Linked DNA regions of Mus musculus: all the other regions are linked to region 1. Evidence: chromatin contacts called from public HiChIP or PLAC-seq data. All regions are on one chromosome and are shown on one strand. The core of a region is the stretch at or near the end of the contact, and the rest is flanking DNA. Distances in the headings are between cores, read along the strand shown. Region 1 overlaps Ltbp1 (latent transforming growth factor beta binding protein 1). Region 2 overlaps Ltbp1 (latent transforming growth factor beta binding protein 1). Region 3 overlaps Rasgrp3 (RAS, guanyl releasing protein 3). Region 4 holds the start of Fam98a (family with sequence similarity 98, member A). Region 5 overlaps Ltbp1 (latent transforming growth factor beta binding protein 1).

Evidence for each region. HiChIP or PLAC-seq counts read pairs in DNA pulled down with a chosen protein or histone mark.
Region 2: a contact with region 1 is called in a FOXA1 HiChIP or PLAC-seq map of pancreatic cancer cells. The contact joins two enhancer-like sites. A contact is called at or near these places in 1 of 15 datasets of contacts at CTCF or cohesin (the NIH/3T3 cell line) and 2 of 115 datasets of contacts at active chromatin or transcription factors (embryonic fibroblasts and pancreatic cancer cells).
Region 3: a contact with region 1 is called in an HNF4G HiChIP or PLAC-seq map of pancreatic cancer cells. The contact joins two enhancer-like sites. A contact is called at or near these places in 1 of 15 datasets of contacts at CTCF or cohesin (the NIH/3T3 cell line) and 1 of 115 datasets of contacts at active chromatin or transcription factors (pancreatic cancer cells).
Region 4: an HNF4G HiChIP or PLAC-seq map of pancreatic cancer cells shows a contact between it and region 1. The contact joins the promoter of Fam98a here to the enhancer-like site in region 1. A contact is called at or near these places in 1 of 15 datasets of contacts at CTCF or cohesin (the NIH/3T3 cell line), 2 of 115 datasets of contacts at active chromatin or transcription factors (the NIH/3T3 cell line and pancreatic cancer cells) and 2 of 9 other capture datasets (adipose tissue and liver).
Region 5: a contact with region 1 is called in a CTCF HiChIP or PLAC-seq map of the NIH/3T3 cell line, with 18 read pairs. The contact joins two enhancer-like sites. A contact is called at or near these places in 1 of 15 datasets of contacts at CTCF or cohesin (the NIH/3T3 cell line) and 2 of 115 datasets of contacts at active chromatin or transcription factors (the NIH/3T3 cell line and embryonic stem cells).

Annotation. Positions count from the first base shown.
Region 1 is chr17:75,054,378-75,059,106 of GRCm38.p6, forward strand. All of the region lies in intron 2 of Ltbp1 (latent transforming growth factor beta binding protein 1), which reads left to right. Among named protein-coding and RNA genes, the nearest start is that of Ltbp1, 51 kb to the left of the region's middle. Within about 2 kb of position 2,189, at least 45 of the 459 cell types and tissues checked have an H3K27ac peak or open chromatin away from gene starts, as enhancers often do. A contact at or near this core is called in the NIH/3T3 cell line, adipose tissue, embryonic fibroblasts and 1 more, where this site is marked.
Region 2 is chr17:75,343,498-75,347,781 of GRCm38.p6, forward strand. The region is part of intron 24 of Ltbp1 (latent transforming growth factor beta binding protein 1); the gene reads left to right. Among named protein-coding and RNA genes, the nearest start is that of Rasgrp3, 90 kb to the right of the region's middle. Within about 2 kb of position 1,789, at least 37 of the 459 cell types and tissues checked have an H3K27ac peak or open chromatin away from gene starts, as enhancers often do. A contact at or near this core is called in the NIH/3T3 cell line, embryonic fibroblasts and pancreatic cancer cells, where this site is marked.
Region 3 is chr17:75,469,324-75,474,069 of GRCm38.p6, forward strand. All of the region lies in intron 1 of Rasgrp3 (RAS, guanyl releasing protein 3), which reads left to right. Among named protein-coding and RNA genes, the nearest start is that of Rasgrp3, 36 kb to the left of the region's middle. Within about 2 kb of position 1,403, at least 13 of the 459 cell types and tissues checked have an H3K27ac peak or open chromatin away from gene starts, as enhancers often do. A contact at or near this core is called in pancreatic cancer cells, where this site is marked.
Region 4 is chr17:75,548,707-75,553,307 of GRCm38.p6, forward strand. Fam98a (family with sequence similarity 98, member A) reads right to left here and starts at 3,240. Exons shown (of 8, transcript NM_133747.2): 1 at 3,035-3,240. The coding sequence starts at 3,087.
Region 5 is chr17:75,367,315-75,371,748 of GRCm38.p6, forward strand. All of the region lies in intron 31 of Ltbp1 (latent transforming growth factor beta binding protein 1), which reads left to right. Among named protein-coding and RNA genes, the nearest start is that of Rasgrp3, 66 kb to the right of the region's middle. Within about 2 kb of position 2,242, at least 17 of the 459 cell types and tissues checked have an H3K27ac peak or open chromatin away from gene starts, as enhancers often do. A contact at or near this core is called in the NIH/3T3 cell line, where this site is marked.

The sequences.
Region 1 (4,729 bases), core at 939-3,438:
TGTGCTGGTTCCTGTGGAAGCCAGAAGAGGGCCTTGGATCCCCTGAACTGGAATGGCAGACAATTGTGAGCTGCCTCTGTGAGGGTCCTCTGCAAGAGCCGCAAGCACTCTTAATCACTTAGTTTCCAGATCCATGTACTGATTTAAAAAATTACATCTTAGTCTCTGATTTTCTGCAAAATAATCCTTCATCTTTTTTACCCAAAGTTTGTGGCTCAAAGCTAGAATTTAAGAGGGGCTCAATGTTCAGACAATGAATGCAGATCGTATGACATTAGAACAAACTTAAAGATTATTAAAACATGTTGCCTTTTCATTAGACATCATCTAAAATGATTTCTGTGCACATCATAGCTGAACTTCAAATTTGCCAGGTATGTGCATTTACCAGCTACCTCCTGGCATTTTACTACCATGAAAGCACAAAGTGAATTTATTCTGCTAATGTGAACAGTAAAAACCTTAGATGGGTTTAATCTTTGTTTCATTGATCAAAGAATTCTCACAAACCCGGCAGTCCCCAGAGCTCGCACATTGAGAACTCCCGCCCTCCGTGAGAGCAGGTGACATTTCTGGACAGTACAGTTGAATGGGTTTCAGGTTGGCACTGTACCTTACTAGAATCAGGCACCTGTGCCTGAAGCTCAGCTCCTGTCACTAACTGACACTCATCCCTTTGTCACAAAAGTGGACCCCAAAGAAGGCTTTTGGCTAGTTGACGTTCAGGATAAACAATCCTGATCCAAAAATGCTTGCATTTGGATTTTTCTCTCCTGGATTTTGTTATATCTGCATATACAGAATGAAGTATCTTCTGGGTTGGAATTTACTTAAGCCTGATGTATATATTACATACATTGCCTGGAAGTTGTACTGTATGATATTTTTCATGTATCTCCGGTTTGAGCTAGCATATGGCATCAGATGTACTGTTCTCCTTATGGTATCTATCATGTTGGTACTTTAACAGTTTGGGATTTTAGAGCCGTGGTGTTTTAGAAGTGCTCATCTGTACAAAGCATGCTCGTTGAGTGAGGGAGGACTCAGAGAGTCCCTCTGGGCAATGAGTTTAACTCTGAGGTATTTGAGAAGTGGCTGAGTCAGTAGCGAAATTTCACCATTCTAACTCATGCTAGAATCTCTGAACACTCTAGAAACGTGTATCATTTTATAGTTTTGATTTTCAGTGGCTCTACACTAACCCTATTTGGTCAACCTTTTATGATTCCTGTGAAGTTTTTTGTTGGTGTGAATAACCCTGCTGAGGATAGCAGAACATATGTCTGGGCACAGTAATTTTTCTTTTACATTGTTAGGGCACATGCCTAGAAATGAGGGTATGAAATCCCTGAAACATGCTGCCAAGGCACTCTCTAAATGCATCTGCCAGGATGGCAGAGATGGCTCATCAGTAAAGTGCCTTGCTGGGCAAGCATGAGGAGCTAAGTTTGGATTCCCAGCATCCGTGGAGAAGCTGGGCACAGTGGCCCAGGTCTGTAATTTCAGTTCTGGGAATGGAGTGGGGATGACCCAGAAGCCAGACCCCTGGAGCTCATTGGCCTGACAGTTATTGGTAGCATCAGAAGAGACAAATTCATCCCAGCTAACTACCCATGTTAAATAACTACCCATGTTAGCTAACTACCCATGTTAGCTAACTACCCATGTTAGAGTAAATCCTATGGAATCTCCGTTCCTGCTAAGCTCAGGGTAGAGCTCACAGCACTGGGAGGCTGAGTGACACGAAGGCCTCAAACCCCAGAATGAGGCCCTGAGCAACTCTGCTTTGGAGACCTCTGATCCTGCATGTGGCCTTGGGTACTTGCATTCCTGGCAACTTACTCAGCCACCTACTTGGTGAAATTGTCGCTTTGCACGGCAAATCGTGTGGTTGGGTATTCAACGTCAAGAAAGGCTGTGAGATGTGCCAGTCTGATTCAGAGAGAGAGGTGGGGATGAGGCCAGCAGACCTACTACTGACACTGTGTGATACACACGGACACAATCTCATGTATTTCGAGTGGGTTTCCACATCGATGAAAACTCTATAAAGTCGACTCGGTGCTTGTTGAAATGTGAAATTCATCTTTCTAGAAGATTCAGTTATGTGGAATTCATTATGACTGGCTACGTCAGTCATTGGGAGGTTATGATGCTAGTCTTTTTCTCTTTAGGGATTGAGGAGTATGCTGACTCAGAGCTGTTTACAAGGAAATCACATTATTTATTTGGGTTTGGTACAGGAGAAGTTAGCTCAGTCGTCAACTTGTGAACTCACCGTACGATTCTCGTGTTCTGATATTCCTTCGTGTTGAATAACTTCAAAGGGCAGCTGGGCAGAGCCCTGAAGCCACACAGGGGGCAACTTCTCACCTGCTGCCTTAGATCATCGAAGACACAGCTCAGCTCACATTTCCACCCAGGACATATGTGGCAGACATGCTGCAACTTGTTTGGAGAGAAAGGCACGGGGCAGGGAGTCACAGTGAGCTGTGTGGGCTGGGGCAGGCTTTAAATATAACTAAGGGCTATGCTTTTAGATGAAAAGCAAAGGAGGCGGGGCTTCAGGCCATGGGTCACTTCCTAAAAATAAAGTCACTGAACTTTGAGAGAACTTTAGGATTATCTTTGTCAACCCCAGAGTAGCTGCCAGCGGAGAGAAATTTGAAACTGTTTACCATTTGGGCCCAAAATGGAGCATTGATCCAGTTTTGACGGATTCAAATGACAAATGTGCTTTTGCAAGGCCAGCCTGGGATGTGAGGATAGAGGGACTTTTGCAACCCACCCTGTTCGCCCAGATCTTGAAATGGTGACATTCTGCAAGCCTCAAGTTCATTTTGTCTTGGTGGCAATTTCTGCCAGCTGCAACAGACCCCACTTTATTATCATGACTTTATTTTGCTCCCAGTTGCCTTTTGTCTGATAATTAAAACATTGAGTTTTCTTGAAAAGTAGAAAAATACAAAAGGTTTAACATCTAGACATGTTAAAGCAGACATCTACACATCTATTACCAACAGTCAATATATGTCTCCTTATTACATTTGATACTTTTCTTTTAATTATGTGTATGTATGTATGTGTGTAGGTATGTTCACTCGAGTGCAGGAACCTTGGAGACCAGAGAGGGGTCAGACTCCTGGAACTAAAGTTACATGTGGTCGTGAGCTACGTGACGTAGGTGCTAGGGATGGAACTCAGGTCCTCTGTAAGAACACTATGTGCTTTAAATCCTGGCCTTTGCTCCAACACCTCATCTTTCTTTTTTTAAGAAAAACAATTTGAGTCAAGTATGATACACATCTGTAATAGTGATACACATTTGTAATAATGATGCACGTCTGTAATGATGGTGCACATCTGTAATGATATACATCTGTAATGATGGTGCACATCTGTAATGATGATGATGCCCATCTGTAATGATAATATACACCTGCAATAATATACATCTGTAAGGATGATACCTATCTGTAATGATGGTGCACATCTGTAATGATGGTGCACATCTGTAACGATGATGATGCACATCTGTAGTATTAGCACTCAGAAAAATTAAAGCTGGAGGAACATGAGTTCCTCCCCAAGTTGGGCTATATTGTGAAACCCTATCTCAAAAAACAAAACAAAACAACAAAGAAACAAATGGCAAACTGCAAACAAAAGTGTAAGAAGAAATTCCCATTAAGAAAAATATATTTCCCCTTGGTATTACTTCTCTTCTTCCCATAGAGGATAACACCATACACTTAGTATGATGCTAACAGGCATGCCAAACCTTTTGACACTGAAATATGACATTGTCATCCACAAAGTTTAAACTCTAGAATTAAAAAAGTAAACAACAATTGTAAAATAATCTTAGAATGTTTTAAATAAGTTCAAAGTTTTGTGTTGGGCTGAATGTTGGTTGCCTATGGCCCATGGGCTGCGGGTTGGACACAAGTCTGGCATGTTTATATTTATCCACGAATGCACCAGGCATCATTTTAAAGTTTATTTGAAAAAGAACACGTAGTAAAAATAGTATTACAAAGTAGCAAGCTGGGGTTGAGGAGGGCTCAGTGAGTAGAAATGCTTGTGAAAACCTCAGTCCAAATTCTCAGCCTCCATGGAGTAGGCAGGCATGGCCTTGTGTGCCTGGGACTGTAGAGTCGAGAAATGGAGCTTGCTGGCCAGCAGCCTGGTCAGCTTCGGGTTCAGTGAGAGATCCCACCTCAGAGGAATGAGACAGGGAACGTGGTCGTGAAGACATCACCCTCAGCTCCTGCTGCCCGTCCTATCCCATACAATAGTTTGTAGATTTTCCAGTAATTTGTATACATAAAACTAGAGAAACTCCAAATGACGATCAATTTGTTTCTTGTTTTCTGGCATATGACATAGACCTTTTCCCGTGTTTTTTGCTTTGTCATGTTGCCTGGGCCCTGTTAGAGGTTAATGATGAGCGCTTAGGCTTGTTTCCAGGATTAAGAGGAATGCTTCTGCAGTGTGCTTATAATATTTGCTAGGGATCTTGGTATGTTGTTTGTGGGATTTGCTGTAGATACTGCTTAGCAGAATAAGGAAATCCCTGCGTATTCAGAGTTGGCAAGCAGTTTTTATTTGTTGTTATGAGTAAGTCATGGATTTTACTGGAAGCTTTTCTGCATCCCTTGAGTTGAATTCTTCTTCTTCTTCTTCTTCTTCTTCTTCTTCTTCTTCTTCTTCTTCTTCTTCTTCTTCT
Region 2 (4,284 bases), core at 539-3,038, 290 kb after region 1:
GAGACGTTCTTCCTAGTTGATAGATGAGTCTCACTTGGAAGTAGGGAGGAGAAAAATCTACAAAGCACAGATGTTCAGAGCCTGAGGAAACAAGGATTTCTTCTTCATGATTGAAAACAAAACAAAATGGAAGAATTTGTCTGAAAGAATACCAAACCACTTTCCTAACGAAATAGACATAAGTGCATCTTGTGATCACCTCTTGTGATGCACATAGGCTTTTCTGAATGTGACACCTAGTAGGACCATTTACTTTTGTTATGACTTTCACTGTCAAGGTCTTTAAAGACAGTTTTAATTTCTTTTTTTTCCATTTTTTATTAGGTATTTAGCTCATTTACATTTCCAATGCTATATCAAAAGTCCCCCATACCCCCCTACTCCCCTACCCACCCACTCCCCCTTTTTGGCCCTGGCATTCCCCTGTACTGGGGCATATAAAGTTTGCAAGTCCAATGGGCCTCTCTTTGCAGTGATGGCCTACTAGGCCATCTTTTGATACATATGCAGCTAGAGACAAGAGCTCCAGGGTACTGCTTAGTTCATATTGTTGTTCCACCTATAGGGTTGCAGTTCCCTTTAGTTCCTTGGGTGCTTTCTCTAGTTCCTCCATTGGGGGCCCTGTGGTCCATTCAATAGCTGACTGTGAGCATCCACTTCTGTGTTTGCTAGGCCCTGGCAATTTAATTTCTTTGTCTGTATATAAGCTGCCCTACCCATTCTATTTAGAAAATCACATTGAGTCTTCCATTGTTTCCTCCCCTGATTTCATTGTTCATGTTACCAAAGTGAGCGGGTAAAGAATGGGTGACCTTTAGTGAGTGTTATGCAGGAAGGAAGGGACATTGGAGTTCTGTTTTACCATAGAAGGTTTTGGGAAATTTTTGGGGCAGTAAAGAGAATATATTCATTGTAAAACTTGCAAATGTACAAAACAGGTTAACCTGACAAATGTGGACTTGTCAGCCATTGACACTGTCACAGCTTCCATACAGGCGCTGTCAGTTCCAGGCATCCTGAGCTGTGTTCCACTTATCCTTCTAATATTTGGAGGGTTCTTTTTTTTGCGGGGGAGGTCAGTTTACTTACTCACTGGCTTGTAGGTATCGTTAAATCTTGACTTTGTTTACATTGAAACATCAGTATTTGCTGTTCCGTTTTTTTTTTTTTCAGTAAAAATATATGAAGAGCAGAGCAATATAAGAAATTAGCAGTTCTTGTGAAAACATGCTTCATACGTGTGGGTTGAGGACCGAGCAATTACTGACAGCAACTCCAACAGATGACTAGCTTTGGGGATAGTATTACTAGTGATAATTTCTAGCATGACCCTTACTGGATCAATAAAACTGATGTAGAAATGTTGATATCAGGCAAAGAAAAATATGATATTTAGAGACCTCAAAAATTAGTCTCAGGTTTCAGAGTCAACCTTGACAAAACAGGATGATGTTTTCCACCTATCCAGATAGATGAGGGGAAAGTAGATCTGAGATCTCACAATATCAAGAAAGTGAAATATTTGTATGTAGGCCATTAAAGAATTGAAACAAAGAGCTGAGGGTCTAGCGTAATAGGAGAGCTCTGGTTTGGCCCTTCTGAGAAGCGAAACCAGCGCTGTACTTCAGTGAAGCCATTACCTCACCTCACTGTTGAAAACAAGAAACTGCAGAGCCGCATTATATCATTTTTATAAAATATTAATTGTTGAACAGCTAGTCTCCAGCAGGCACTTCACATTCCCTTTGCCTATTCATTCCGATCCAAAACATTACTCATCTAAACTTGCTTGGTGAGTCATTGTTACAGTAAACTGAGTCTGCAAGACGCCCAGTAATTCATAGCCAGCTGGGGGCTTGTTCACCTTCAGGCTAGTTATTCAGTTCCTGTGCTGGTGAACAGTAATAAAGGGCCATCATCTGCTGGAATGGCATGAAATTAATAACAAGGAAAGCAAGATAATCTAATTTTAAGAATCTGGATTGAGAATCCAATGGATTTCACACAGCTGAATTCACTCTTTTCCTCTCCTTTTAGTAGAGAAATAAGTTGCTGGTGAGGGTGTGTTGAAGGTTCCCCAACCCTTCAAGCCTAATACAGGCACAGGAAAAAGAGGAGTAGCCTGGTATCTGTCTGGGAGGTGCCATGATGGAGGTGCCCCCTTAGGCTGACTCTGGAAGGATCAGCATGAATTTCTGAGAAAAAAATAGGAGTGGAAGAGCCAATCAAGCAAAGAGTTTATACCATTCTAAGGTCAGGGAGCCCTTATACAAGGTCATCTACAGGGATGGAGTTCAAATTGAGAAGGTTTTCTGAGAACTGCTATCACACAGGTAGCCAGGAGCCCGATGAAGGAAGCCTTGTGCTCTAGCAAGAAGAAGATGGCGAACACTTTGAGCAAGGGAGTGGCATGCATGGGTTAACATTTACAAAGAGCACCTCAGCAATAGTTAGGTAAAGAGTGGATTAGAGGGAGGCAAGACTGGAGATACGGAAGCCAGCTAGAATACAGGGAATATTGAGAAAGATCAAAGGGTGGCTTAGGACAGCAGAGGGAGTTGCAGAAGGGAAGGGCTGGCATTAAGATTCCTGGTACGGGTGTCTAGTTGGAAGTGCTGAAGAAGGGTGTGTAGGAGAAATGGAGCTGATATGCGGAGGGCAGTGATAGCAAGTTCATGTGTTACTGCTGGGTCTATTTGGTCTTAGATAAATGTTTCACCAGGACTGAGCTAAAGCTTTGAGAGAGTCTGAGAATCCATCAGCATGGAAGTGCTAACTGAAGAATTGCTCAGCTTCCAGACCCCCAAAAAGGCTGCAGTGCAAAGAACAACATTATCTCTTTGACAGATGCCCACTTTAGAAAGTCCAGAGTTAGCAGTGGCCTCTGTCAAGTCAGTAACAGGATAGAACCCTTCCTCCCTGTTACAATCTGTAAACTTGCTATAATCCCAGCTTCCTGCGGGCATTCAGAGCAGCCCAATCAACTTGCCACATTAGATGCCATGAGGAAGAGCTGCTGGCTTTGATGTGAAATAATTGCACTGAGTTTTCGGTTCAATTCAGGAAGGCAAGGTAGGTGAAAAGGAGGAATGGAAAGGAGAAAATTCTCGTCCCCGTCAGGAAGAGGGTTTATGTTCTGTTTAAATCAAGCTGCTAGGCTGGACTAAGACAGTGGCAGAAAAATCAAGTGAAAATAATTAAGAATAAGAAGTGTACTTGGAAGAAGGATTGTGGTGAAAGATGAAGCCTTATCATTCACCTCCAAGGACTGAGAGTCTATGGGGAGCAGATTGGGGAAAGCTGGCCTGCCGCAGTTCCCAGGAATCCTGAGCTCCGGCAGATGTTCATCTGCAGTCCATGGATGGTGGACCAAGAGAAACACTCTTGAGCATGGCAAGGTGCTCCTGGTATGTGTGTTCACCAGACTTGGAGGTCAGTGGGGGCTGACTAGTGGATCAGATGCTAGGGGTGCCTCTTTTAGCAGCTGTGTTTCAGTGGGGCAAAGATAGAGAAAATGTGTCATTGGGCATGAAAAGGGGTAATGTTGGTGAATGTTGACCCTTATCGGGTACTTTGAACATTTTATGTTCCCATGTTAGTACTTTGTGCATGTTTTGTGGAATCCTCACAGTAATTGTTGGAGCCCCATAGCTAGACATCTGTTGTAACTATAACTAAGACATTTTATAAGACCATGTTAATTCATGTGAGAGAAGCATAAGGCCACTGTCTATGAGTTCTCATGCAGATAATGCTGTCATTTAACTGGCATTTTAGATCTTGAGACGATGTAACCCGGTGGCACATAATTTTCCCCATGAGGAACTGGGGCAGCCTGGCTCATCAGATTCTCTCTTAGACTAAGTCGTAATTATTAACAGGGTTGAGTAAACCGTTGTTTCTTCCGTCCTACAGCTGCACAGTTGGAGCTCCTTTTTAGCATTTACCATATCCCCAAAAAAGTGGCACATGAACTGCATTGAGGGGGCTGGAGAGATAGCTCAGTGGTTAAGAGCGCAGTTGCTCTTTTCAGAAGACCCAAGTTCAACTCCCAGCACTCACATGATAACTCACAACTGCATGCAACTGCAGGGTCAGGGAGCATGATGCCCTCTTCTGGCCTCTGTAGGTACTGCGTCCACATGGTACACATAACACACATATCGGCAAAACTCTCGTACATGTGAAAGTAAATTCCTTTTAAAAACTGCATTGACATTCCATGTTACCTGGCTCAGAAAGACCATTGTCAAGAAAACAAATAGCAAATACTACAAAGATACA
Region 3 (4,746 bases), core at 153-2,652, 410 kb after region 1:
AAATTTAATTTTACTCACCCAATCCCCTCAAAAGTAAACCCAAATCAGTAGTAGTTCTCACTGTAGTCTTCTAAACTAGAACACTGGGGATGAGACTTGTCCCTTAGTGTCCTTATGTGATAGATTCCAGGACTCCATGAACACCATGCATGATCATGATGCCCAGATCCTTCCTGTTCAGGGGCACAGTGTTTTTGTTTGTTTGTTTGTTTGTCTGTTTGCTTGGGTGGTTTTTTTTTTTGTTTGTTTTTTTCAAGACAGGGTTTCTCTGCATAGCCCTGGCTGTTCTGGAACTCACTTTGTAGACCAGGCTGGCCTCTAACTCAGAAATCTGCCTGCCTCTGCCTCCTGAGTGCTGGGATTAAAGGCGTGCGCCACCACGCCCGGCTTGGGCACAGTGTTTTTTATATAACCTATGCTGATCTTCCTGTGTGACTTCAATCATCTGTGTCTCACTTGGAGATGTGACCTAATATTGTTATCCTATATTCTTTAAGGAATAATGAAAAGAACAAAAGGTGTTCAGTACAGATATCACTACTTTGAGAAACATACTGTACATTCATGGTTGGTTGCATTTCATAGACATAAAACCTTGAGGATATGAAGGCTCTGATCTTTGATGGAAAATGCTTTTTTTTCCCCAAGGAAATGGCATAATTTAGTGAACGCTAGCAGAGACATAAAGAATGGACTCAGAATTTTGACATCAAATGCTTGCTTGATTTCTTTGATGTTTTGCAATAGGGAATGGAATCCTAGGACACAGAGCATGTTTTGTCTGTCTTGGAAGATTGCATGCTTTACAGACACCTGTTCTCCAAAAGCTAGCCCCATGGTCCCTTATTTCCCCTTTATATCAGTTGCTCATTTATTATAGGAGTCAGCCATCATGCTGTCATGTTCTCATTACTTTATGAGACCTAAAATCTTGGGTGTTCTATTCTTTCATGTGGTCTTTGTCCCTTCAGAGTCTGTGGTATGTAAAGTCACTGTGCTTTGGTCTTTGAATTCATCTCTGGGATTGAAAAAAGAGAATGCCCGTTTACATGGGAATTCACTGGCACTAGGCACTCTCTCTCACTGCCACAATTTCAAGTAGGGGTGTGGGCATCATTCCCATTGTTTACAGAGAGGAGACTGAGAATAAGAAAATGTACGTAACTTGTCCACAGTCATGGAGGAAGTACGTGCAGGCAGAATTCTACACAGTGTAAACAATCTATTAGCCCCGAATCCCAGGAATTTCTCTGTTTATGCTGTCATCCAGGCGAAGACGGGGTTCAATTACATCATTCAAGTGCACATTTTGAATTGTCTTTTGTAGTGAAAAAGGCTGTACCTTGTCATGATCTTCTGTTAGGCATTGGTTTATGACTAGTTTGTGGTGTGCTGGCTGATGGGTATTGTTGGTGGTATTAAGTAAGTTTTATGGGCAGTTGACTTGAAGAATAAGTCCATCTTAGTCACAGACACAAAGATATTGGCTTCAGATAACATTTGTAGTGGAATTTAGTCATCATTTTCGTCACTGGTGTGGGTTGGTTGAAGTCTCAGCAATGACGGCATGATGTAACATCAGCTTTGAGAGGGCCCATTTTTTAGATATAAAAGTTATTAATATAATTAATTGATTACATTTAAAATAGTCCAGCCTGCTCTCTTGCATATATTCTCCTTGCCTAAGAAAAGCAATTCCTGGGAGTTCTGCTGGCTACAACACCCGCACATCCAGGGGGCAAGTGTGCATTCCGACGTGCTTATTCCTTTCCTCCTTGTGGTCACTTGCTCAGTGTGAGGAGTCTTAGCTCACTAGACTAATTGAGACTCTTTACTGTTGGTCAGTTCTCCAACAAGTTCATTGTTTATTGACTAGCACCATTATCAGTATGTTGGTAAGATCATAAAAACAGCTGTATGTGGCTTCTAGTAGTTGTGAGTGCAGCTATACATAGTAATAGCCAGGGAAAATATAAATGTATGCTGTTTTATAATAAATAAAACATTATAATAACCTTTGTAGTATGACTGTTTAGGGCTACTTTCTTTGAATTAAAAAAAAAAAAGTCTTGAACTGACTCATAAACTGATCCAAAAGGTATTTCCCCCTTTTTACTGGTTATTGTAATAAACAGAATTTTCGGCACCTTCCAAGAGCATACAAGAGAACATTTATAAAAGAAGGAAAGACAGTGAGATGGTTGGTGATGGTTTTACCATTATGGATTTCATTTCGGTCAGCGGAGTTCAAAGCAGTGTAAATCTTGATGCCCCTACTGTAATAGAAGGATCTTATTCATGTCTAGTTTGTGACAGGATTCAGGTTGCTGCAGCTACACTAATATCTTTTAAGCTTCTGTTTAATAGGATTGGTACTTTTATTTTCTGAAGGCTTCTTTATTTCCCAAATGTTGTCCCGTCTTTTCCCTTAATCAGCTGGCCCATAACTACCCCATAAGGTGCCATATTATTATGACATTGATTTGCTTTAAGACTATAAATACAGTCAGAGTTTTAATTAAGGATGTGTTCCTGGTACAACTGGCAGAGAACTACCCACGGGAGGAAAATAACATGGGAAATTTATATCTATTCCCAGAGCTTCCTTTTAGTTATTACTTTCTCGCCGCTTAATTTTTTTCAACCCCACAGACAAGCAACTGCATTAGAGAATGTGTAAGTGATTTTAATTGCATTTTCCCCTGTCTGGAGCATTTGTAATGTGGCAGAGAGACCAATGCAATTGGCCCAAAGGGAAATTGATGAGCTAGGAATGGAGTTAGACACAGCCATCAATCTAAGGCACAGTCAGTCTCCAAGTTAACAAACCGGCTCGGTCTCTCCTCTGCTTTGAGGACATTTTCTTTCCATTCAACAATCCAAACTGCTTTGCACTGGGCTTCCTGGGTGCCTTCTGTGCAAATTAACCTTGGAAGGCACGTGAGAGTTGTGCCTAGACATCTGTACATGAAGGTCCCTGTTGCAGAACAGTTCTAAAGACTGGAATCAAGGACCTCGAGAGAAGTATGTCCTTTCCCAGGCATACTGCAGAAGCTCTCCCTGTACCCATGAAGAATGCTCCTTCTCAGATCTCAAGCTAACAGAGCCTTCTGGGGCTCCCAAGCCCTCAAGAATTTGAAGTAGTTTTAAATTGGAGAACCAAGTACATCCATATTTGGTTCTGAGATACTCACACTGCAAGTTCGATTTGAGTGAACACTGAAATTGGCCCGGGTCTCAGTTCTGCTTTCTCAAAGTAGAAAGTATTTCATTTATGCATGGAATGCCTGCCACTCAAAAATCATATGAGTTGACAGGCTGTTTTAGAGATCATTATTTTCCTGTGGCCTGGGCAAGTGGCCAATCTGAAGGGTGGTTTTTCAGATTTCTCTGTAGCCCACTTCCCTCCCCAGCCAGTCTTGATCCAGACATGTCTCTGCCTCTGATGGTGTTTCTTTTGTTGTAAGGATTTAAACTATGCCTGCTTTAGGAATAGAAAAGAAAATAACATTTACTTTCACCTCATTCAGAAAGTAGATAGCGCTGTAGTGAGCAGAGTGCTGTAAGAGAAGAAATCAAATGAGAAGAGTTGGCTACCTTGCATTTTAAAAGGCCAGTGGGGTGAGGTTTTTTTGCTGGAAACAATGCTCATGCCTTTTTTTAACATAATGATGCTGTCTCTCATTCTACCTAGGTTTAAAATGGATGCTCTCTATGGAAAGGACATCCACTGTGCAGTGGAGACTGCTGGCCTTGTCATGCAATTGATGTTGCATCATGACCAATACATTTACCATTTCCATTAGTAGACTTTTACCAGACACAAAAGCATTCTCAGGCTCTGTGGATTCATAACTGCACCCTAACTCTCTTTTTAGTTCCTACCCGGAACACACTCATTCAGTTTTTATTACTGAACTATTCTCTCAACTGTGGTCCTCTGTGTCTCCTGCAGGGTGGTCCTGTAGAACTCAGACTCTGCCAACACTCAAATATCATTATTCTATCTCTGTTGATGACAGGTAGAAAGAATGGTGGTGACAATGGGCCTAGCAGATTCGCCAAAAGTGACAGTTTGCTGAGAGCTGTATTTAAATTTTATAAGACATGACATAATATTGGCACTGAGAAGGGTAGTCATACTCACTCACATAAAATGTCTCTGGGGACCATTATTACAGATAACTAGAAGAGCCAAATAGCATCAGGAGCAGAATCTCTTGATGTCTCACACACACACACACACATAGACACACACACATGTGTCTGAGTGTGTCTGTGTATGTATGTAATAGTTCTTCAACCTCTCTTTGTAAGCTGTAAGAACTTTGACTTAAGCTAGTGCTGGTGATATTAAGTAAGATATAAGAATTGAGAACAAATCTATCTAGCTGTCAGAATTAATGAGACACAGCATGCATAAAACGTTCTGTAACTTATCTTGTTTATTATCTCATACCAACCTTATAGAAGCAGATAAATTTAGAAATTCATGAATTTAGAAAGTTGTTTGGACCATTACTTCCTAAATTTAGAGCTTTTGTTAAATCTAAAATGCTTAAAGACTTAATACATCCAGTCTAATCTACAGATCCCTTCATGAAGAAGTCATCAAAAGGAAATTTTTAAAAATCTAAAGTGTTTTTTTTATACAAGATGATTCATTTGGTATTTTTAAACATCAAATATGGATAATGATATTGACTTCCTCTCATAGAATATTACCACCTTGTTAGTCATGCATAC
Region 4 (4,601 bases), core at 1,990-4,489, 500 kb after region 1:
TTAGCAAGGTCTATCTTAATGAAGCAAGCAAGCAAGCAAGCAAGCACTCTTCAATTATATATTGTTGTGCTTTTGAGATGGCTCTCAGCAGGTATAGGGTGCTTGCCACCAAGGCTTGATCACACTATACAAGAAAATCAACTGCAAACTGTCTCTGACTTCGACAAGTACATGGTGGCACAGACACACAAATAAACAAATAAATGTAATTTTTCTTTTAAGGACAAGAATCTATGAAGTCCTGGCTGTTTTGGAACTTACTATGTAGATCAGGCTGGTCTCAAACTCATGGAGATCTGCCTGCCTCTTCCCCCACTGGGATTAAAGACTTTGCTACTGTGCCCAGTGTAAAACAGACAAATAAAACCAAAGCAGCCAGTTAAGATTATATTCTTTTAAGTGAAATGTTAAATAAAAATATTATCATCAAGGACATACATTAAATATACTTAACATGGTATTCAGAGGCCTGGGTACTTTCAGATTCTTTTAAATATGCCTATATGTTTACATATGAAGTGGATGACAAAGAAATCTTCCACACTCACACAAAATTATACTGTCATCCTGGAACTAGATAAAAAAGGGATGGCCAGAGGGGAGGAACTGGAGAGATGGCTGAGCAAGCAAGAACACATGCTGCTCTTACAGAGGGCCTGGGTTCCGTTCCCAGCACCCACACTGGTCAGCTCACAACTTCATATAACTCTAGTTCTAGTGGATCTGGATCCTCCTTCTGGCCTCCTCACATATCCGGTATACACATGGTATATACTGACACACACACACACACACATACACACACACACACACACATATACACATAAAAACAAAACCCCCAACATAGTAGATAGTAGAGACATCTGAATAAAGGCCCAGGCTTAGAAAGTCCTCCTTGTGTTCCACATTCATTCAACAGCCAGCAGCTGCTACCTTCCTTCTTGTGCTAGGTTAGAGATAAAAGATAGCATTTACTGTTCTAGAGGCAGATAGATGCTGATGGATCTCAGAGATAGAGGCCAGCCTGGTCTACAGAGTGAGTTCCAGCACAGCCAGGGCTACACAGAGAAACCTGTCTTGAAAAAAAAGATAGTATTCAACTGTAATTTTTGAGCAAATTGTTTAAAAATACACAGCAATCAACTAATGGTGACTTTTAATAATATTTAAATGTAACCACACTAAGTTAAAATTAATTATAAACTTTCATTAAAAACTCTAGGGTTTATATTACAATGCAACCTAACTATTTACTTGAGGGCAATTGTTGCAGGGATAATTAGTTGTAGTAAGCCAGACAAGAAAACATCATTAGGATAAAGGAACAGTAATGGAAGCAAGCTCTTCCACTGCAGCCAGTCAGCTGATCTTCACCTGCACGGAATATCCCAGAACTCTTCTGGTTCTACTCCTGCAACACTACCTTTTCAAGGGAAGAGACCCTCCTCGGGGCTTTTCATTGTATGCTTCTCAGAGCTTCCACGTGAACTTATACCCTGAGGAAAACCCCACACTGGCACAGAGCAAGTGTCCCTTAAAAAATGTTTACTGGCCGGGTGTGGTGGCGCACACCTTTAATCCCAGCACTCGGGAGGCAGAGGCAGGCGGATTTCTGAGTTCGAGGCCAGCCTGGTCTACAGAGTGAGTTCCAGGACAGCCAGGACTATACAGAGAAACCTTGTCTCGAAAAACAAAACACACACACACACACACACACAAAAAAAATGTTTACTGAGTAAGCGAATCATCTTTAGACACCCGTTGAAAAGCACCCGTTCCACAGAATAAGGCTTACGTGTGGCCCATTGCAAGAACTAAGTTGGCCAAGTCTGGGCTATGCACAAAATGTGATTCAAAGAAATGACCACAGCGGCTGATGTTCACAGCGATGGTTAGTAAGCTTCCTTTATGGTCAGTACCTACTAGGACACCAAGCTAGTCACATGGGTTGCGCTTTGGCTACCTCAAAGGTGTCCTTCCCTAAAGAAAGGTGTCCCTTAAGAATTTCCATGGCATGGAAAAGCCTAAAGTTAAGCTTTGATTAAGGATTATAGTTAAAAATACAACAATCGGCAGGGCATGGGGGCTCACTCCTTTAATCATAGCTCTCAGGTGCCAGAGGCAGGAGGACCTCGGTGCGTCATTTCTTCTACGCTGATTTTATCCTGAAATAGTTATTCGCAGGCAAATACTTAATCATGCAGGGCTTTTTTTTTTTTTTTTTTTTTTTTTTTTTTTTTTTTTTTTTGCCTAAGAGCCTCTAGGTTCTCAAGTTTAAGCACCTTGATCTGGGTGACCAAACAAGATAAATAAGCCTTATTTCCAAATTCCTAAACACTGAAGACTATGACTGAGAGTCAAGATGCAAATATGCTGATTCTTGGTGGGTGAGGATGACCCTGGAATGCTGGAGTTCAGCGAGGCTGTGCTGGAGGTCTGAAGTCACTGACTGTCATTTCCAAAGCAGGTGGTTGAAAGGTTAGGTGCACAGCTGAGCGGGCTTGAGAGCAGCCGGCTGCATCGCCCAGACGTGCGCTTTGGGAAGCCTAGGTGCATGCAGAGATGACTGAGCAAAGATGATTTTTTTTTTTTTTTGAGAGAGAGAGAGACAGAGAAGTAGGGTGGGGGGTAGAAGCTCAAGAAAGAAGTAGGGAATCTTGGGGCCAAGTAGGAAAGCAGATACAACTTTGGCAAACCATAAAGTGGGGGTAGGGTGGGAGGACGGGAGGCAAGAAGAGAAAGCTTGGGGAGTGGGGGGGTGGTGAGAACCGGAGCCCAGACAATGACACGCATGACTGAGACACGCTGCGGGTAGCTGGGCTGTAGGGGAGCACCGGGGAGGACGAGGGCCGTCGGAGCCCAGTGGGCAGGGTAGGTGTGGACGTGGCACCGGGGGTCCCTGGGCCAGCAGCGGGAAGCTCCGGCGGGAGTCGGGTGCGGAGTGGCAAGGCAGGTGGCTCCGACCGGGCGCCCGAGGAGTTGCCGGGGCTCTAGCAGAGTGGACTTTCAGAAACTCATGCCCCCGCCGTCTTACCCTAGATCTTCCAACGACTCCAAGATGTCAGTCTCCATGAGGTCACACTCCATGCTACTGTGGTATTCAAATTTCCGAGTCGTCAGGCTGCCCTCTCGCCGGCAACGCGTACCCTAGCGCATGCGCTCCTTCCCCGGAACTTCCAAGTCGACAGCTGGCGCCTCAGTCCCCGTATTGCGCATGCCCCGAGCGTGCGCAAGCAGTTTGGTTCCGCCCACTGCCCCCACCTCACCGGCCGAGGAAAAAAAAATGGCCGGGTGTGCGCGTGCCCAGTATGGGGTAGTGAAGCTAGCTGCCCTAAGAAGGGCAGGAAGGCAGGTGGCGTGGCACCGAGGCTGGGAGACTCAGAGACTCAGCCAGGGGGCGCGGAGCTCTTGGAATGCGCATGTGCACAGCTTGGGGCGAGGCAGGCGCGGGAGGAGCAGAAGCAGGATCCAGCCTGGGATTGTAGAGTGACAGCTGTGGTATTGAAGATGCGTGTCCTCCTTTCACCTGCGAGTCACCACAGAAGGGCAAATTTGTGCGTTCCCAGCCACAGCCCAGGGCGGGGTTAGACGGGTCAAAAACAATGAAAGCCAGGAAAATGCCATTTGATTTTTCTTCAGTGTAGCCTCTGGAGTCCACGGTTAGAGAAGTGGCTTTCCTCAGTATGGATGCTTCAGAAAGTTTCTCCAGGGAAAGTTTTTTTTTTTTTTTTTGTCCCTGTCCTCTTGAGTCTGCCCCAGACACCACGCATTTTGTTTTAACGGGAAAGGGCATAACTCCATATCGAATACAATAGGGTATATTTGATTACATGCAGTTTAGACAATGGATCAACTTTTTGTCTCCGTTGACTTTTTTTTTTTTTTTTTTAATACAGGGTTTTATAGAGCCATGGATGGCCTGGAACTCACTATGCAGACCAGGCTGGCTGTGAACTCACAGAGCTCCACCTACCTTTGCCTTCCCAGTGCTGAGATTAAAGGCATCTGCTACCATGCTCAGTGTTGTCATTACTTTTGGCCACCCATGCTTGGGTGTAGCTTTCTATTATGAAAGAACTGTTGAATAAGGAGGAAATCGTTTTCAAAGAGATGATGTAGTTAGAAAATCATATTTATCTATGAATTGCCATGTTGTTATATTGTGTAGTCATTTGGTTTTAAACTTATTCTTACGTTTTATTTTGTAGTTTCCACTTTCATGTCTAATGGATAAGCATTCTCTGTCAGTAGTAATTCATGGTTTAGTTATTTATTTTGTGTAACATGGGTTGGGAGAAGGTTATGCACTAACTGTTCTAGTGACTATCCTCTTGACCCATGAGCGACCTGGCTTCTCCAAGAAAGCTCCCCTAAAGTTAAATATTCTTCAAGGTGTATTCATTGATTCTAATTTCCTGATTGGGAAAAGTTGCAAATCCAGAGCCAAGGTTCTGTCAGACTGTCATTAGTCCCCTTAAGAGCCCACCCTGGCCCATCCTGTGTGACCTAACCTCATTTTGGCTATCAGGTAAAACTTTTGGGATGTGTAAACATCCAAATTAGCTTCTGCCTACTCAAAGCCACAAGTGTCATCAGATAAC
Region 5 (4,434 bases), core at 992-3,491, 310 kb after region 1:
CCACCGATGCGAAGTTGGAAGATTTATACACAGGGAAATTAATATTCACCGTTCTACCACTGACTTTGAAATTGTTCTTTGTCTTTGGGGAATGCTTCCGTGTTGAGAATGGAACCTTGAGTAAAACACAAAGTCTACCCTTTTAAACATGCAGTCCCTTTAGAATTGTTACGACCATGTGGGTAAATATATATTTCAGATGCATTTCCTTTGTTTCCGGGAATCTGAAGATCTCTTCTTATGCTGACCAGTGACTTGTGTTTGTCTCGTTGCTGCTGTTGGGATCATGTCTCCTTGCTTATTTGAAGATGTAGGATGCGTAGTTGGTTTGCAGCCCTGGCCTTTGGGACTGTGCTGTGCTTGTAAGTCACGGACGCTCGGTAGAAGGGGTTTGTGAAGAGCCACATTTTGTCCTGTCTCCAGCTTGATTCTGCGATGCTTTATTTACTGCCTGTGACTGGTGAGCCAAACACCTTGTGTAATTCAATGTCATCGAATGGGTTTTCAGAAGAGACATTCACATCAGAGCTGGAGAGGTAGCTCAATGACTGAGAGAAAGCACTTGCTGATACTCCGGAGGACTTGAGTTTGGTTTTCAGTACCATGTCAGGTGGCTCACAACTATCTGTAACCCAAGGTCCGGAAGATCTAATGCCCTCTTTTAGCCTCTGCAGGCACCTTCACACACATGGCGTACAAGAGCTCGCGCACGCGCGCGCACACACACACACACTTACTCACTCATGTACACTAGATTCAAGTCAGCTGTGTTTTCTAATGTAATCAAATTCAAAGGCTCTTATAAAATATATAGCTACCTAATAGCTGATCATGAATCCACGGATGTAGAAATGATTGTTGTTATACAATTTTCTCTTCTACACTGCTGCTCCATAAACATAAAGATCAAGCCAGTGAGCAGAGAGTCTCATCTGAACTCCAGCCCTGGTTCTGAGGTTGGAAGGATGAGAGTACAGGGTTCTGCATTCTGACAAGTCTTGGTGAACATGCCTCCAGTGTATGTCCAACAGCTAGTGAGACACTGAGCAGCATCTGAGGAGGTTCAAACCTGCCCTCACAATGATAGTCACTAGTGTTTCAGAGGAACCAAAGAATGTGCGCGTTTTAAAACTGCATGCTCGGAACGCTGTCTCTGAGTCCTCTAAACGCACGATTTCTGCATTTCTAGACTATTGAGAAGGACAGCATTGTCCTTTGTTAATTTAAACTCTGGATTAACCCAGCCTGCCATCGCTGAACCTTCCAGTTTCTGAAGGAGGACCACCCTGTTTTAGGGAACGATTGGTTACTGATGGAAACAAGGCTGGGGGAGTTTGAAGAATAAATCGCAGTGCCTGCCATCAGCTTTGAGCATTAAAGTGCCGTGTAAAGTACAGCTCTGGCTCAAAACAGGCCTTCACACTTCTGGTCCAATAGGTCATAGGCATTAACTCTTGCTCAAGCGGCAAGTCTGGGAAGACTGGCACGTGGAGGCTGTGGGAGTGGCTCATTCCTTGAGCTCTCAGAAGCTAGACTCTGCCTTGTGTGTTGGCACTGCATGGGGGGGGGGAAGTGAGTGGAGGGTGAAGGATTTATGTTAGGAGAACCTCACACAAGAAGAACTATGTTCTTGTGTAATTTTGTTCACTTTGGGGGCCATTCTGGATTTGATGGCAGCCTTCAGCTAGTTAAAGGGGCCAAATGGCAGGCTCGTTTAGGAGAAAGCCCCTGATTATTGGTGGTAAGGTGAAGGGCGTGTGTCAGTGGTGTGGTGGCATGTGCTAACAACCTCTGCCTTCTAGAACTCCACAGGCTTCCCTATCTTGTTCCCACCCTGCCTCCTCTTCTTCCCGTCCACTTCTGCAATACCTTCTCTACCTGCCCTTACAATGTCAGTTGCTGGAGTCTCTTTTGGGAGGACATCGATATTTGATCCATTTATCATCCTGTGAACTGAGAATCTGAAAGGCAAGGCTGTTAAGAAAACCAAATAAGTTCAAACCAAATAAACCACTGTATCCATATTTCAGATGAGAGAAGGGAGAGGCAGGCTTTGCTCTCTGGGAAGTTTTCATGCCAGGCTGGAAGGAACTCGGAGTTATCAGAATGTGGGATCTTTGATTAGACATTTCCTGCTTGGTTTTCATGGGTCTCGGTGCCAGGAATTGTTGAAAGGCGCCCGCCCGGTTGGCTCTATCTTAGATGCACAACCACTGCCTCCTGCTGGAGGAGATGTGGCTGAGGAGGAGTAGCCTGCATTGTCAAGGCCTGCTCAATGCCAGAGTCAGATCCAGGCATCTTGCCTCCAGACTCTGTGGGTTTAGTGTGATCAAGTCCTCGCTCCCCCAGAACTCAAAGTGCATTTGAAATGCACAGCATTTTTTTTTGAAACATGAAAGTAACAGAGTGGCGAATTGAAGCTGAAACCTTTTAGTGTTCCTGTATGGTGTGCTGATGCAGGCAACAGGACGTGGTTTTAGAGTTAGTAGTGAGGGTTGCAAATCAAATGAAAGCAGTGTCAGCCATGCACATTGACGGGCCGGATGGGTCATGGGTCATATATACCCAGTTGGCCAATGATTCTTGCCCAAATAAAGCATAAACTTAATGTTTTTGGAATATATATATATATATATATATACACACACACACAAACATACATATACACACATATATAATATATATACATATATATGCATACATGCATATATACATATATACTGTTGTTATCAAACGAAGATAAACTTTTTTCTGTGAGCAATGAAAGGCAGACACATTTGAACACTAGATTCTATAGTACCCAGGAATCGCCGTGTTTATAATTAGACTATGTAAAGAATTTTACTCCCGATGGATAAATCATTCAGAAAGCCATGTTGTAAGGTAACTGAACATAAGGTCTTGATGGAGAGCTCCCTTCTAAAATGTATGCATGTCAGGTGCTTACCTAATGGGTTAACTAATGGGTTAACTGCAGTGTTGGGAGAGTGCCCCCTGTTGGTAGTCTCTTGTACTACAGCATACATCCACCTTAGAAGCATTCTTGAGAGCTCTGGTATTATTGGTCAGAGTGGCCCTCGCTTTCATTTTTTTGTTACAGTCTCAATGGAAATGGCAGTGGCACAAAGGCACACATTTCAATCATATTTTAATAGTGGTCAGTATATTAGAATTGTTGTCCTTTTAGATTGCAACTAAGCAGTCTGAAGATACAAATGCATATGAATACTGGGGTCACTAACTCTTTTGGGGAACACATCTTATGGATGTGTTTGAGTGACAGAAAACCAAACACCATAAGGAGAAATGAAACTGCCTGTGTCTGGAGCCGACTGATGAGCTGTGATACATCTGTCCAGTGGAGAATACTCTGCAGGCATTTTCTAACTGAAGCACAGCTACAGAGCCTGGTAGAGAATGCTGCTAAGCCATTTTTTAAACTTTTATTACATTTACTTATCGTGTGTGTGTGTGTGTGTATGTGTGTGTGTGTGTGTGTGTGTGTGTGTGTGTGTGTGTAGTGAGATCCTGTAGGTCTGGGTCAACAGGCTTGCCAGAAAACATCTTTACCCATTGAGCCATATTGCCAGCCATAGGCCATATTTTATACAGAGGCATAAAACAACTTGAGTAAACTGTCTTTTGCGTAATACATTCAAAGAAAGAACATGCATAGCTGTGTTGATGGCTTCTTATAAATTTATATCCTTTTCACTACTTGAGTTTGTTTTTAATACATATATATTGTATACAATCATCTCATTTAAAATAAACAGAAATGTTGACCTGAGACTTGAACTCAGAAAGCTGGGACTAGGTGTAATTATGTCATCTCTGTTTCCCGTGTGGGTGTTAAATGAGTGACTGATAAATAGCATGAGATGCATGAAGTGAATATACATGAGGATCCATGACAGTATTACCTAATGTCTCCTGTTTAGGTGGACGCTACCTAAAAGAAAGGATTTTCTTTTCAAATGATTAAGTTGCATAAGCCCTTCATGTACCTGCCTCTTAACACCAGTGTTATGGCCAGTAAGTTATGTGCTTCTCGGGTTGACAAGAAGAGAGATCCATTTCCTGAGATGCAAATCTAAATTGTATATCATTCTCCTGTTTTCACTTTCAACTTCAATCTAAACTTTATATTTAAATTTAAATGTATTTAAAACTATACATTTCTTCCTTCATTTTGTTATTTACCAAACATACTCTCTATAGTAGGCCAAAAAGTTTGTGACGTGTTCACAATTTATGTTTGGAAAGACAGAATTGTGAACTAGGGTGTTTTATTCCTAAATCTGTCTCCTAAATATACGCATGATACTTTCCCTGTGTCAAAATGCTGTAAATCTAATCTAGCACCACCTTTTTATATGGTTTTACCCAAGTAAAAGAATTTAGACTCTGCCTTAGAGATGACTGAGCCCGTGA